2 separate regions of the Gasterosteus aculeatus genome follow, and region 1 is linked to region 2. A link is a contact called in public Hi-C data. All regions are on one chromosome and are shown on one strand. Each heading gives the region's core, a stretch centred on a gene start, on an enhancer-like site or on the middle of the called end of the contact. The rest is flanking DNA. Distances are from core to core; before and after follow the strand shown.

What was found. Hi-C and Micro-C count contacts between places; a contact is called where the count stands out from the background.
Region 1: a contact with region 2 is called in a Hi-C map of skeletal muscle, with 6 times the contacts expected there. The contact joins the enhancer-like site here to the promoter of sox6 in region 2. A contact is called at or near these places in 2 of 6 Hi-C or Micro-C datasets (skeletal muscle and whole body).

The regions. Positions count from the first base shown.
Region 1 is chr12:11,059,921-11,066,006 of fGasAcu3.hap1.1, forward strand. The region is part of intron 5 of sox6 (SRY-box transcription factor 6); the gene reads left to right. Among protein-coding and RNA genes, the nearest start is that of sox6, 48 kb to the left of the region's middle. Within about 2 kb of position 4,176, at least 3 of the 9 cell types and tissues checked have open chromatin away from gene starts, as enhancers often do.
Region 2 is chr12:11,012,503-11,019,138 of fGasAcu3.hap1.1, forward strand. sox6 (SRY-box transcription factor 6) reads left to right here and starts at 2,428. Exons shown (of 17, transcript XM_078085209.1): 1 at 2,428-2,526.

The DNA of each region.
Region 1 (6,086 bases), core at 2,926-5,425, 49 kb after region 2:
TGTCCCAAGTGCGCCTGATCTTCTCAATGTTCCCCCTTTCTTTCTCATTATTCTCTAACTTCCTGGCAGTCGGCCTCTGCTCTCTTGCGTCTCCACGTCTCCTACACTAATGTTCGCACACACACGAGCTGCAACACTGACGACACAGCCTTTTCAGTTTGTTATGAACATCTTCCAATGTGACAAAGACTGTGTGGCAGTGCACCTCAGCTTCAGTGTGGTCTTTCTTCAGTGCCAAGGCAAACTCTTTGACTATAAAACTCATAGTGCTGACCTGATGCCAGGGACATTACTTCTTTGTATTTTGATACACAAAACTGTTTTTATTTAGCGCAGTTATTCATCAAAGTTTACAACCCGAGCGCTTCTCACATCCGATTGAACGCATCATGGACATTCCAGACCTTTCATTTTGCTAGAATACTTGATTAGACTTATAGGTCTTTGTCATACCGACACGCCGTTTCACCCACAGCCTGCAGTCTATCAAGAGTATGGCGGAAAAACAAATATTTGAAAGAGCTGTGCTGAAACACACCCCCCTTCTTAATTAGGGCTGCGGTAATATAACTACATCCAATCAAATGTTAAACCCCCTTGGGAATGCATGTGTCTCATTTAGTGTCTGGGGAGCTCTTAGCTTAAGCACTTCATCAGACGAATAAATTAGACCTCTGTTAGCCTAAAAATAATTTGCCACTTCCTTTTTAAGTGTTCGTTTAGTGATCTTTGTATCAGAGCATCACAGGCTTCTCAGCCACGACCTGATACGAAGACTGATTTAGGTAAAAAAAACACCTATAAACGACGTATTTGATAGATTATACACACCAAACATGCTGGTGCACAGGCCAGTATACTGTAATTGATGTTCTTCTATATTATCTAATGACCACTGAAGTAAGTGTAGACGTGAAACCCTCATGAGCATATCACAATTAATGCAGACACACTTGCAATCTGCAAATAGTTTCCACGTTTTCCGGGCGTTCATGACGGCGTCTTCTGCATTCAATAGGCAGTCTGCCTGCTACATGTGGAGCTGACGCCGGCATGTGCATGAAAACCACCTCCCAAAGTGCTTCATAGGACACATTTTGGTTTGTAAAAAAGTAAAGGGATTCTGTTAACCCTTCTTGGTTCTATCCTAAGGTAAGCATGTATACATACATATGTCATGTTTGTGGCAGAGTTCATTTTCAGGCCAATATTGTCAGTGGTCTCTGCAGCTACAGCGGGTGTTATGCTAATGAGCCCCAGCTGGTGAAGGCTGGTTGTTGCAGTAATTTAAATGGTCAAGTGCAGCTTGTAATCCAGGGCCGTATGTTAACGCAGGGAGGAGAGGGTGCTTTAGAGTGCCATACAGCTGTTTTAATCTCCTGTTAATAATAGAGACTTGCTTTGCCTCATGCGCTGCGTATCATCGGCACCTAAATACACTCCCTTGTTGCAGAAAATTAGTTTCTTTGTAGAGAACACAGCAGAAGACAAGAGCCTCACAAAGTTCAGTGTGCCGTCCCCGAGCTGCAGGAACTGAGAGTTACTCTCTTCTCGAGAGCACTTGAGGAAGCTTTAGTGGTGATGATCAGTGATTACTGTAAAATGGAGGAAGAGGGACTCTTAGAAAGGAAAACCTCGCTGAAATCTTCGTTTATGAAGAGAGACACTGTTGAAAATTTAAAAATGGGCAGAATTAACCAGTTAAAAAGATAGAAGGTTGGAAAAGCCATTTGTTGTCTTAATAATGGTGCTAACGTGGCGAAAGCAACAGATGAGCTAAATATATTGCTCATCAAAGCATGACAACTGTTGTGTATGATTCTGCTGCTTCGGTGGCTGTCTGGTTGGGATCAAAAGGTCCTCAGGGATTCTTCACCATCTGCTTCCATTCTTCTCTGGACCTCCTTGTCTGGTCGAGACAGTTCATTGTGCCGATAGATAAATGTAGGGACCTGTAATGTAGAGGGAAAACCAATGAACACATTAGATTCTACTCAACCCCATTGTATCACAGCATTAAATGACACCTAAGAAAGCCCTGAGTGAGAAAACAAAATTCAGGTACCTTTTTCTCCGTCTTTAGCTGCAAAAAATGTTGAATAATTTATCGGATTTCTTCTGGCTGATGTTAAAATGTACTTAACTAACACATTGAAAAAATGGAAAAATGTAAATTCACCTGCAAGAAAAGAAGAGGTCTTACTCCTGTTTAGTACAATGTAATTCAAAGCCAAAAGATTCATGGGTTTCCTTCATTGACCCTGATGCCTTATAATAGAGAATAACATAACAATAGAGGCGGTGCTCATTATCTTCCCCATCCTTCCATCGCTGTATATTTGTACCCTCCGTCCTTCCACCCTTCCTCTCCGTTTCTGGTCCTTGAAGTGCTTTAAGTGCTTGTGACTGTGCTAATGAATAAAAATGTCCTCCCAGCAGCGAGCACCACATTTAGCTGAATAGTCACCTTTGCTGTAAAAGCTCTATTAGGCCCGGTTGCCAGCAGGGCTAACGATTGTGCCCCATGTTTATTTACTAGGTATTGTAAATGCATTATTTATGGATAAGTCTCCGGACAGCACTTGTCAAGACTTAAAAATGTCAGTATAAAGTATTGGGGGGGAAACGGAAAAACAGCCTCCATTATAAAAACCCAAGGTGACCTTGATTTGATTCACATGCAATTAGAACAGTTTTATATAATGCACTAAAGTATGAATCAATACTGTCTAAGTCAACACAAAAAATACGTTGTGTGTTGAATCTTTATGATCGTCCCCCAAGACAAGGACGGGTAATTGGGTTTTAGCTCCCTGTCCTAGGGACTTCCTTAGGCCCAGTATCTACCGGGTGAGTTCTTGGCCGTAAATCGAGCACATGTAATCAAGTTCTTTTTGTGTTATTGAGTGGTTTTCTGAGATAGAGTAAAAAATTTTAAAAGTTTATTTTAATTTTAATAAAAATTTAATTGTTGCATAATAAGTACCAAAACTGCAATGCCTCCGGTATCCGTCACAGTTTAGTTCCCTGGCAAAGAAAACGCACCGACATATAAAAAAGACATAGGAACAAAGACGATGCCCTTCCTTGATACTACGGCTCCTCAGACCTGTCACAGTGGATACAGTAGGTGCTCAAGCAGAATACTCAACACCTGGAGCCCTTTGACAGAATCACGGCTGATTAGCTTAGCAATGGGGAACCGTACCACAGTTCAACCAAAGTGAAACCTCCTTTAACCTCCGGTCGAAGGACATATAATGGATACTGAGGAAAGAGTCTCCCTTATTTCAGCGGCGGGTAACCTATCCATTGGCGGGGACATAAAACAGTACAACTCGGTGAGCCACGGTGAACTCATTTTGTTCGGGAACATTGTTAGATGTGGCCCTGCGTTATCACTTAGACCTCTCTTTCTCTCCCTGTGCCTGCACCACCTCTCCTCCATTTCTCAGCGTAATCCTCCCGGCGAGGATGTGTATTATCACTGTGTAATGACTGTGCAGTAGGTTGAGTGTGGGGGGGGGGGTTGATCAGCATTGTGTGTGTAGCCCCAGGTCATTATCCTCTATTACAACAGGCCATGTAATGAGATTCAGGGAAGGGTGAAAGCTTTAGAAAAGAATGGGATCAGCTCTAAGCCTGTGGTCTGATGAGCACTGATGAACTCTTGACTCTGTTGTAACACCGTCCCCTGTCAGTGTCACAGCCCCTGCTGACTCCACATGGACACTCACAGGTGACTTGTCTGCAGGTGCTAAATAGCACCAACTCATTTATTTTGGGGGATTTATTTAGCCTGAATGTGGCACTAAAAGGGTTTTGTAAGACATATTCTGTAGAGCACAGTGTCTGTATTATACATTATATTATAAAAAGCACCGCATCCCTTCCCCCCCAAACAGACTGATGCACCTTTTCTCCTCCTCTTTCAGCTCCCTCCCTCGCCCCGCTCTTCTCATCCCAGCTGCCATGTCATCTGGTTCTGCTTTATCCCACCTAATTAATAGGAATCTTTGTTATAATGATCTGAGCATGAGCCTCTGACTCCATGCATATGCAATGAGGCTGGAAACTCAGTTGCCTTGGTTGCAGATTTTGAGGCAGTCTTCGCACATAGCTGTGTGCTGCGCTCACTGAATGCAGCGTCCTGTCGGACTGTTAGTCTGGGCCCCTCCTGGCAGGACACACACACACACACTTGCAAAGCCCCAGCATCCCTCCTGTGCACCGCGTACTCGCCTCCTACTAATAATATGTCGTTTATTCTGTCAACAAGTTTCGTACCATTTGTTCAAATAGCCGACATACTTTTGTGCAGGAGTGTGTGTGTGTGTGTGTGTACACGCTTGTATATAAGTAGGCGGGGGGCCTTCCCGAGCGTTTGTGTGTGTGCATGTGTGAGTGTTCTCTCTTGGCCTGTGGCGTGGAGCACCAGCCCAGCGGAGCAGTGCTCTGGTCTGTCACTTTTGTTTGAATAGGTAATGTAGATCTGTTCAGGCTGAAGAGACATGAGCTGGAATCGCTTGTTAGGACACATGATCAAAAGCGTCTCTTTGCTCTCTGCCAATCAACCCTCTTGTCACCCTGTGAAGCAGACGTTAAATAGATTTTTCGGCTCTATGCCGCCGGCAGCCTGCCAGCCTGACATGTGAACTTAACAAAAAAAAAAAAAAAAAAAAAGATAGCCTGCATCTCCCTAATCTCATGTTCTCATGCTCTTCCTTAGTGTCCATTTTTTTTTGGCTTTTCCTTTCTTTCTCCTCTCCCCCTTTCCATGTTTTCCCTATCATTTCGACATCCGAAAAAGATCCAAATCAACATTTTCCCTCCTCCTACGATGTTTGTCTCCCACCCCATCGTACTCTCCAGTGACAAAGTTGCTCGTCTGCCAGGCTGAGATCAGAGCCCAGGGCTAAATGGAGTGGCTGTATGAGGGGAATAGGGAGCACAGAGTGTCTAGTCCTCTGCTGAATTATGTATTTACTATCTGTCCCAAAACAGAGCCCCCACATAACACCGCCATGTCCCCCATAGGATTCTGGGAGGAAACAGGTTTCACTTTACACAAGCTAAGATATAGATTTTGTTTCCCCCTTTCAAAAAGGGAACCCTTTCTGCTGTCATGGTCTTTCAGATGACAAAACAAGCAGCTGCTGCTTCAATGTGCCATTCTTTGCATTCAAGATCACCTTCCCGAGTTCTCATATTCCGATTAGTCAACAGTAGCAACTGCTGCGGAGCATTCCAGGGGCCATCTTCCTCGGTTTCAGCTGTTGAGCGTGTCCCCCTGCACCCATGCATTACAAAACTTCCATTGTGATCCTGGCTTACTAGCTGCAAAGGAACCCCTTGATAGGAGGAAACGGGTGTCTCCGAGAGACAAATCGCAGCGAGGGCTGCACAGAGGCTCGTTTGTCTTTACGCACTCACACACCACCACAGTGTATGTCTCGTCGGTGACATCACTGCGTGTGCAGTTTGGGGGAACAGTGAAATATTTATATTTGGTGGTGGAGATTCTGCCCTGGTGATTGACCGGGGGGGGGGGGGGGGGGGGGTAAGGTCAGTAGCCGTTTGGCCTGACTGTTTTATGTGAGGCCGCGCTATTTGGAGGGGGGGACACACAAATTGTGAAATGAGGACACACAAGACGGCAGGAGCCATTAGTGCTGCTATATTTGTCATTGGGCTAGAATTTGGAAATAACAGCCATGTTTTTGCGATTAAAAGGATCACGATCAAAAGAGACATCAACAGACAAACGGCATGATTTGAGGACAGGGGAGGTAGGAGGGGCATAGGCAATCAGAAATGGCGAGAACGGCCTATTCTACAATGGGATGGGTGCAAAGGGAGGCCGCTCGCGTGTGTGTGTGTGTGCGTGCGCAGTAGGGTTACACAGGGAGACTTGTGTGCCAGCTGAGTATCACTGTCCTAGCAATGGCATTCAACTCCCAAGCATTCTCCACACATAACTGGACAAAAGAGCCGGTGTCATCTGACCAAGGATCAAAATAGTGTGAGCGTAACACAAGCCCTGGGCACAGACAGCGCCTGTGGCCTGCTAATGATTTCAGCGCACA
Region 2 (6,636 bases), core at 1,178-3,677:
ATATATATCAGTAACCACAGTCATATTAGAATGTAATTTGAGATGTGTGTTTTTAATGTGTGTTAATTTACAGACTAAGAAGAAGTTTTCACTTTCCCAGAGTGTTGACTGGGCCTTAAATAACAAAGAGCAGGTAATGTATTTAAAACTTCCGCACATGTTTGGATTCTGTTAGTATTCTGCTACAGAGTTGATATTTGTAGTACTGCTGGCACACGCTGCATGATGGAAGTATATAACTAGAATTGGCATGTTGCACTCCTTATTTCAACATGATTAATCAGTGGTTCTCTGTTAACTTGAAAGGAAATATTAGATCCTGACTAAACTTTGATGAAATCCAGAGTTACAAGTAAGAGATTTGGGTCAACTAATGAGAACAGAGCGTCCCACTTTGCAAGTCCAATTGGGAGAGAGGCGATATGCACGTATGCAAATAGTGTTGCATTGCATATGTTTAGCATTCAATAATGACTAAGTTGTGTTGGTTCGTATCAGCCGTTGTGGCTGTTGGCAAGAGTCGTCAGGATGTTCAGAAGTTTGGGCTGATGAATAACAATTTTAAGATATTTATACACCGGCCAGTGTAGTGTGTTGTACTGTTAACAGCAGGTTTACAGCTGTTTATAAATGTATTTAAAACAACTGAAGATGTGATTATCCAGTATTAAACTTCAACAATGTTAAACCCTGTATCAAACACATGTTATATGATCATACATGTGCTTTTACTCGTTTATTCTATTATATCCTCTGCTGCTGTTATTTTCCCATCATTATGCTGCTTATTTCTCTCATTATATGAATCATTTATATCATATGTGTTGAATGTGTGGTTACTCTATTGTATTGAAATATTTTGTGCTTTTTAATTTTGAAGCATACAAAAAATAAATTGCATTGAAATTGAAATGAATTAAGACAGTGACAAATAAACAGTGAAATAATGTCCATGACTACATTAAACTGTGTTTTGGTGGGTAGTAGGCATGTATAAATAATTTATAAAGGCTTAATTGGTGTAGCGTGCCGCTTAAAGGTCTGAAGTAGAACTTTTATAATAATCTTCCTTCTGGTAAATGCAGGTAATTGTGAATCCCCATTAAGAAAACAAACCATTGTTGGTTTTTTTAGCATGATTCAGCTGCACACTTTTGAAACCTGCTCTGGCTGCAGCACTGCAATCAAAGCCCCCCTCTCCCCCCCCCCACACACACACACACACACACACACACACACACACACACACACACACACACACACACACACACACACACGTGTGCTGTCTTTGCTCACTAACTGAATGGCTTTCTCTAATTAACCATGCAGAACAGGAGAAGAACACATGTTAATTTAATGTAACAAAAATGTTGATTTTTATGCACTCTCCTTTTCAAATATTTATGGGCTAGACTTGAATTTCAAGATGCATCAAAGACTCACAGGCTATGCAAATGTGTCTGCTTTACCCCCCAACAAGTTGCACTGTCTTTTACTCTGCATGCAGGCGTCACACACTCTGAGCTATAAAGAGGAAGCCATTACAGTCACCTCTATAGAAATAGCAGTCTATACTTGTGTTTCGAGAGCTATCTGGCACCTGCTCAGCTGTACCCATAAGCATGTACAATGTTAGCCTGGCGGAATAAGCAAACCCAATGAGACATAACTTTTTGCATCCGTCCTTTACTTCCGAATACAAATAACATAATTTCCAAAGCAGCAGAGAGCTCCCAAAGTAGAGAACTCAAGTGTTTAAAGTAAAACCGTTTCACTGCTTACACGCACTGCGATGAACCTCTGTAATAGCCTGAGTGTTGTGGTCCAAATGTTCTGGTTTTATTTTCAGTACAGTCATCTGAATTGTACAGGCTGGATGGTCTTTTTCAGCAGTTCCTGCAGTGGCCAAAAGGTGGCGTATGAGCCACGTAAAACTGGCTTTTCAGTCGCGGTAAATCTGCGAACACGCAGCAGACAGGAATCATCGTGCGTGGGTTTGAAAAACAAAAATGTTGGACTGTTGCGGCAGTGTTTTACCTCGTCACACCACTGTGTGGAAGTTGTTTTATTATTAAAGTAGGTAATATTTGTTATGGTTTTATATGGAGGAAAGGGTCCGCTGGACGGCAGAAAAAAAGTTTCTTGCGGAAAGGTAAGTCTCTTCTGTCTTTCATATTCGCTCTCCCTCCTTTCAGCGGCGATATTAACACACACACACACACACACACACACACACACACACACACACACACACACACACACACACACACACACACACACACACACACACACACACACACGTGATGCTCCCTGATCGAGATGGCGTTTGATTTTGAACAACAAAAAAGAAGGAGTGAGGGAGTCTGCTGTGATGCGGTGCTGTGGATGAGTTGTGTGGCCAATTCTCTCGCTCTCTCTCTCTCTCTCTCTCTCCCCCTCTCTCTCTCTCTGCTTCTCCTCCCTCTTGTAGCTCTATGTGACTGTGCAGTTAACAATCAGAATTTCCTGCTGCTGTCTCCTGTCTTTGTAAGTAACTTTCCTATTTCATTTTGTTTATTGCCTGATGAAATTACAGTGAATTGCGTTGTTTTGCTGGGTGTTGTGATGTGTTTTGAGGTGGTCGTTCTTTTCTTCTCATCATTATATGCTGCTGCAGATTGTGTGGCTTGTAACTTTTTCCGTCAGCTGTCCCTTTCTCCTGTCTTATTCTGACTATTCTCTGATTTCTGAACATGGTTCATTTGGTGTGTTTGACGTACTTGAGCCTCCTCCAAACTCTCGTTGATGATTTTAAACACATGCTCATTCGGTACAGATAAGTGTCTCATTGTACAATCGCCTGTTTTAGTAACTGATCCATGGTACATCCATGGCCGCGGGACTTTGGCTTTTATTTCAGATGTCAAACGATTCTATTTTAAAACGCACTAAAGGATTTATTCATATGAATCAGTCTAAAATAACTTTGCATGGACATAGTGATGTAACACATTGATTATTTCAGTTATAGTTACTGGGTTGAACACCTTTTGGGGATTTTCTTAAAAAATAAGAAGTGCAGTGTATCAGTGTAGGGAAATCAAAGTTAAATGTGGGTTAAATAACGTTTTTAATAGTGCTGCACGTTACACACTGTTTTTTATAAATACGTATGTTTTATCATTTCAAAAAAATCTCAATTAATCTTAATTATATGCCTCGGAAAACTTACTCCTTCATGAGGATTGTTTTTTTTAATTTTGATGTGATAATTGTTTTATCTAATGTGACATTAAAACAAATCTTAAACGCTCTTCATGCCGAGAGGAACGTGTCTGTTGGACCTAATTTTTGTCGCATAATCTGTCAAAGTAATGATCTTAAATTTTAGGTGCATTCAGTCCATGCGATTTGCAAATATCCAAAGAGAGGTCGGGAGACATCTGTGACCTGTGTAAATCAAACCGTCTTGTTTTATGGCTATTTAAAAAATCATTAACAAAATGCATGTATATCTCAGGTGCTGATTCAATTTCTGCAAATACATTCGGTTGTATCACACCGAATCTAAACACCTGATCTCCTCTTAGAAGGCTCCCCGCGCGCTCCCATTAACTCATGTAATCTCTTGCTCTGAACAAACGGCCATTTTTTAATATTCATTCTGAAGTTGCAAGGGTCAGTTTATGATTTGTCCTTCACCAAAATAGACTAAAAAAAGTCGACTAAATGGAAAAGTGCACCATCAACATCTCTACAAAGGAAGCAAAAGAAATCCTTAACTTTGCAGTCGATGCACCTGCAAGAGATGTTCATTTTAAGTAAACCTTTAGAACTAACTACGGCGGCTACAACCATCCTCCTTTTCTCCACTTTCATTTGGCCACAAACCTCTCCTCTCTCTCTCCTCTCTCTCTCTCTCTCTCTCTCTCTCTCTCTCTCTCTCTCTCTCTCTCTCCCTCTCCCCCTCTCTCTCGCGTCTCTTGTCTGGGAGGAGGAGGAGGAGGAGGAGGAGGAGGGGGGAGTCCTGCCTCTTTGCCTTCCTCAGATCAATGCCCTGGCCACTCACTTTCTGATGTTGCACGACGGGAAATGCTTTGAATACTTGCGACATGGCTGCGCGCATTGATTGCCAAGATTGACAGCAGCTCTACCCATCGTCTTCTCTTGTCTGAGTGAGAGAGGGAGGGAGAGAGAGGGAGGGAGGGAGAGAGAGAGAGAGCGAGAGAAAGAGGGAGGGAGGTAAAGAACAGATAGGCGAACAACAAAAGGTGCTTGTAGTTTAGGACAGCTGAACTTCACACAGAGTAAACGGGATTCCCTCGTTTGGCCCCGAGTGAGCAGACTCAAGTTTTCGCTCAACAGATCGCTCGCTGGTTCTTTTCTAGTCTAGAGGTGTTTACGCACGGGGGGAAAGGACGCGTGAATATCTCCACGGCTCAGGGCATCAAGGTAAACAACACGTTTGCTCTACTTTTCAATATGCTCTAATCATTTCACCTTGTGTTTTAATGCTGATTCCTGAAAGTGGAGCGCGTGCGCTCGTCCCACTGAACTGTGTCCGTGCGCCGCGCGCAATTTTCCCTTTAAAATAATTCTTCTTTTTTTTTTTTTTTTTTTAAATAAGAAAGTTACTTGAGTGTCACGCTCACACGGGTTCGCGCATTTTTCTAACGGCGACGGTTGACTGACAAACTTTCTCGCGTTGCGGTCGTTCGGCGCGGCGCGGCGCGGCGCGGATGCGGGATCTCGAGTTTACCTCACAAGTGAAGCGCAACCGCGTTAAATCCAACATCTCGAAGACACCCCCAAACCACTTCGGAAGGTTTGGAACCACGTTTTTTTTTATCCTCCACCCACCCCTCCGTTCTCTTTGTTTATTTCAGCAGCGTGAAGCCGTGCGTGCGGACCCGTGCGGGCGGACCGAGGCGGACCGCTGTCCCCGATCGCGCGTTCTCCAAACAAACCGGCGAACCTCGTAGAAGTGTTCAACGTGCAAAGTGTTTGTGTCCACGCGTCCCCGTAACTTTGCTCTCTGCTGGTGGCAGTTTCACTTCTGTCCACAGCGCGGTACTATTGGTTGACAGCGGCGCGCGCCCCGGTGCGTGTCCTCTCTCTCTCTCTCTCTCTGCGGGGCGAGGTGGACAAGTTCATTTGACGCTCGTGTCTCTTTATACCTTTACACATTCCGGAGCGCTTTTTTGTTGCTCGTTTAATTCTGTCTGGGTTTTTTTTTGGTTTTGTTTAAGTCAGACGCCGAGTTTCTGGCCTTCTTGTAGCCTGGGAATTTGTTTTCCCTTAACTTTCCCCGGAGGTCAGGGGAATTGACCCTTGAAGAATGCATAAGCCATAAATTAAATTTAACAATCGCGAGGCTTGTCCATTTAGAGAAGATGCACTTGAACACAGTTTTCCTTTTAAGTCTCTGACGCTCGGCGCCAACTGAACCAACAGCTTTCCTTAGGATAAGTGCAAATATACTTACAAGGATGACATTTTCTTACTTTCTGTCATATTTTAGAATTCTACACAATTACTGAAATTACGCACGTCACTTTTTAATAGAAAATCGTGATTTAGATATTTTAAAGCTTAAAATACACGTTGTTATATTTTTGTGTTGCGAAATGCCCCTTTTTAAATTGAGTTATATTGTACCTTAAGGACATATCTGAATTTCCCCCCAAATTAAGAGGTTATTCTTCAGATGAATCCGTCATGTTTATGGAAGTATCAGCGATGCAGCTATTGCCGGTGCGGAGAGGGACAGCTCACTTCAAGTGTTTTCCAAAATTAGCCACCCTCCCGGTGCGCGAGGACTCTCCTTCTACAGGGTCGATAACACTTTCACCAGAAGAAAGTCATCTCTGACAGCCCTGGAAACTCCATAAAAATGAAAGTACACCAGTGTACCTTTCTTCTATTTATTGCACGCTGCGCACGTGCGTTTTGCGACCGCACAAATAGGCACCTGTGGCTCAATAATGAAAAGGATCTCCCTTTAATTCTGCTCACACTAAAACACATCCCGGGCTCATCCTCTGCAGTGAAGCCCCCCCCCCCCCCCCCCCCTCTCTCTCCCTGTGATCGGGGGCTCTCTCTGTGGCCGGGAACTCGAGTTCCCTCATAAGGTGAGGCGGCGCAGGAGACCCAATGCGAGTCCAAATGGCACATTTATAATTAGACTGTCCATTCAGCACATTGTCCCGATTGCTATACAGGGACACTCGGCTCTGTCAAGAGTTTGTCTCTGACGGCTCGTGCGGCTCAACGTGTCGGTGGGTGAAAGAAAAGCGGCGTTAGAGCCCTTTGATGCCCAAACAGCCGCACTCTTATTTAACGCTCCTCACTCCATTTTACGCAGAGAAACAAACAACGTGTCCATTAATCGCCTCTTGCTCGCAAAGCTTCTCTGCGATTGTTCAAGTTACAAAAACATTTAAATAATTGAGACGTATTGAGTGTTAATATAATTTCCCCTCTTTTTAATCAATGTTCCACGGGGACGTTGCGCTTTTATTCCGCAATAATAGTAGTGGATTTAGACGTTATTCAAAAAGTAAAGACTGGCCATTTGTTTGAATGTGATACTTAACACAACTGCAGGGCAATCATTTCAGATGCATCATATTTCATTCGGGCTGGCCTTGCACATTC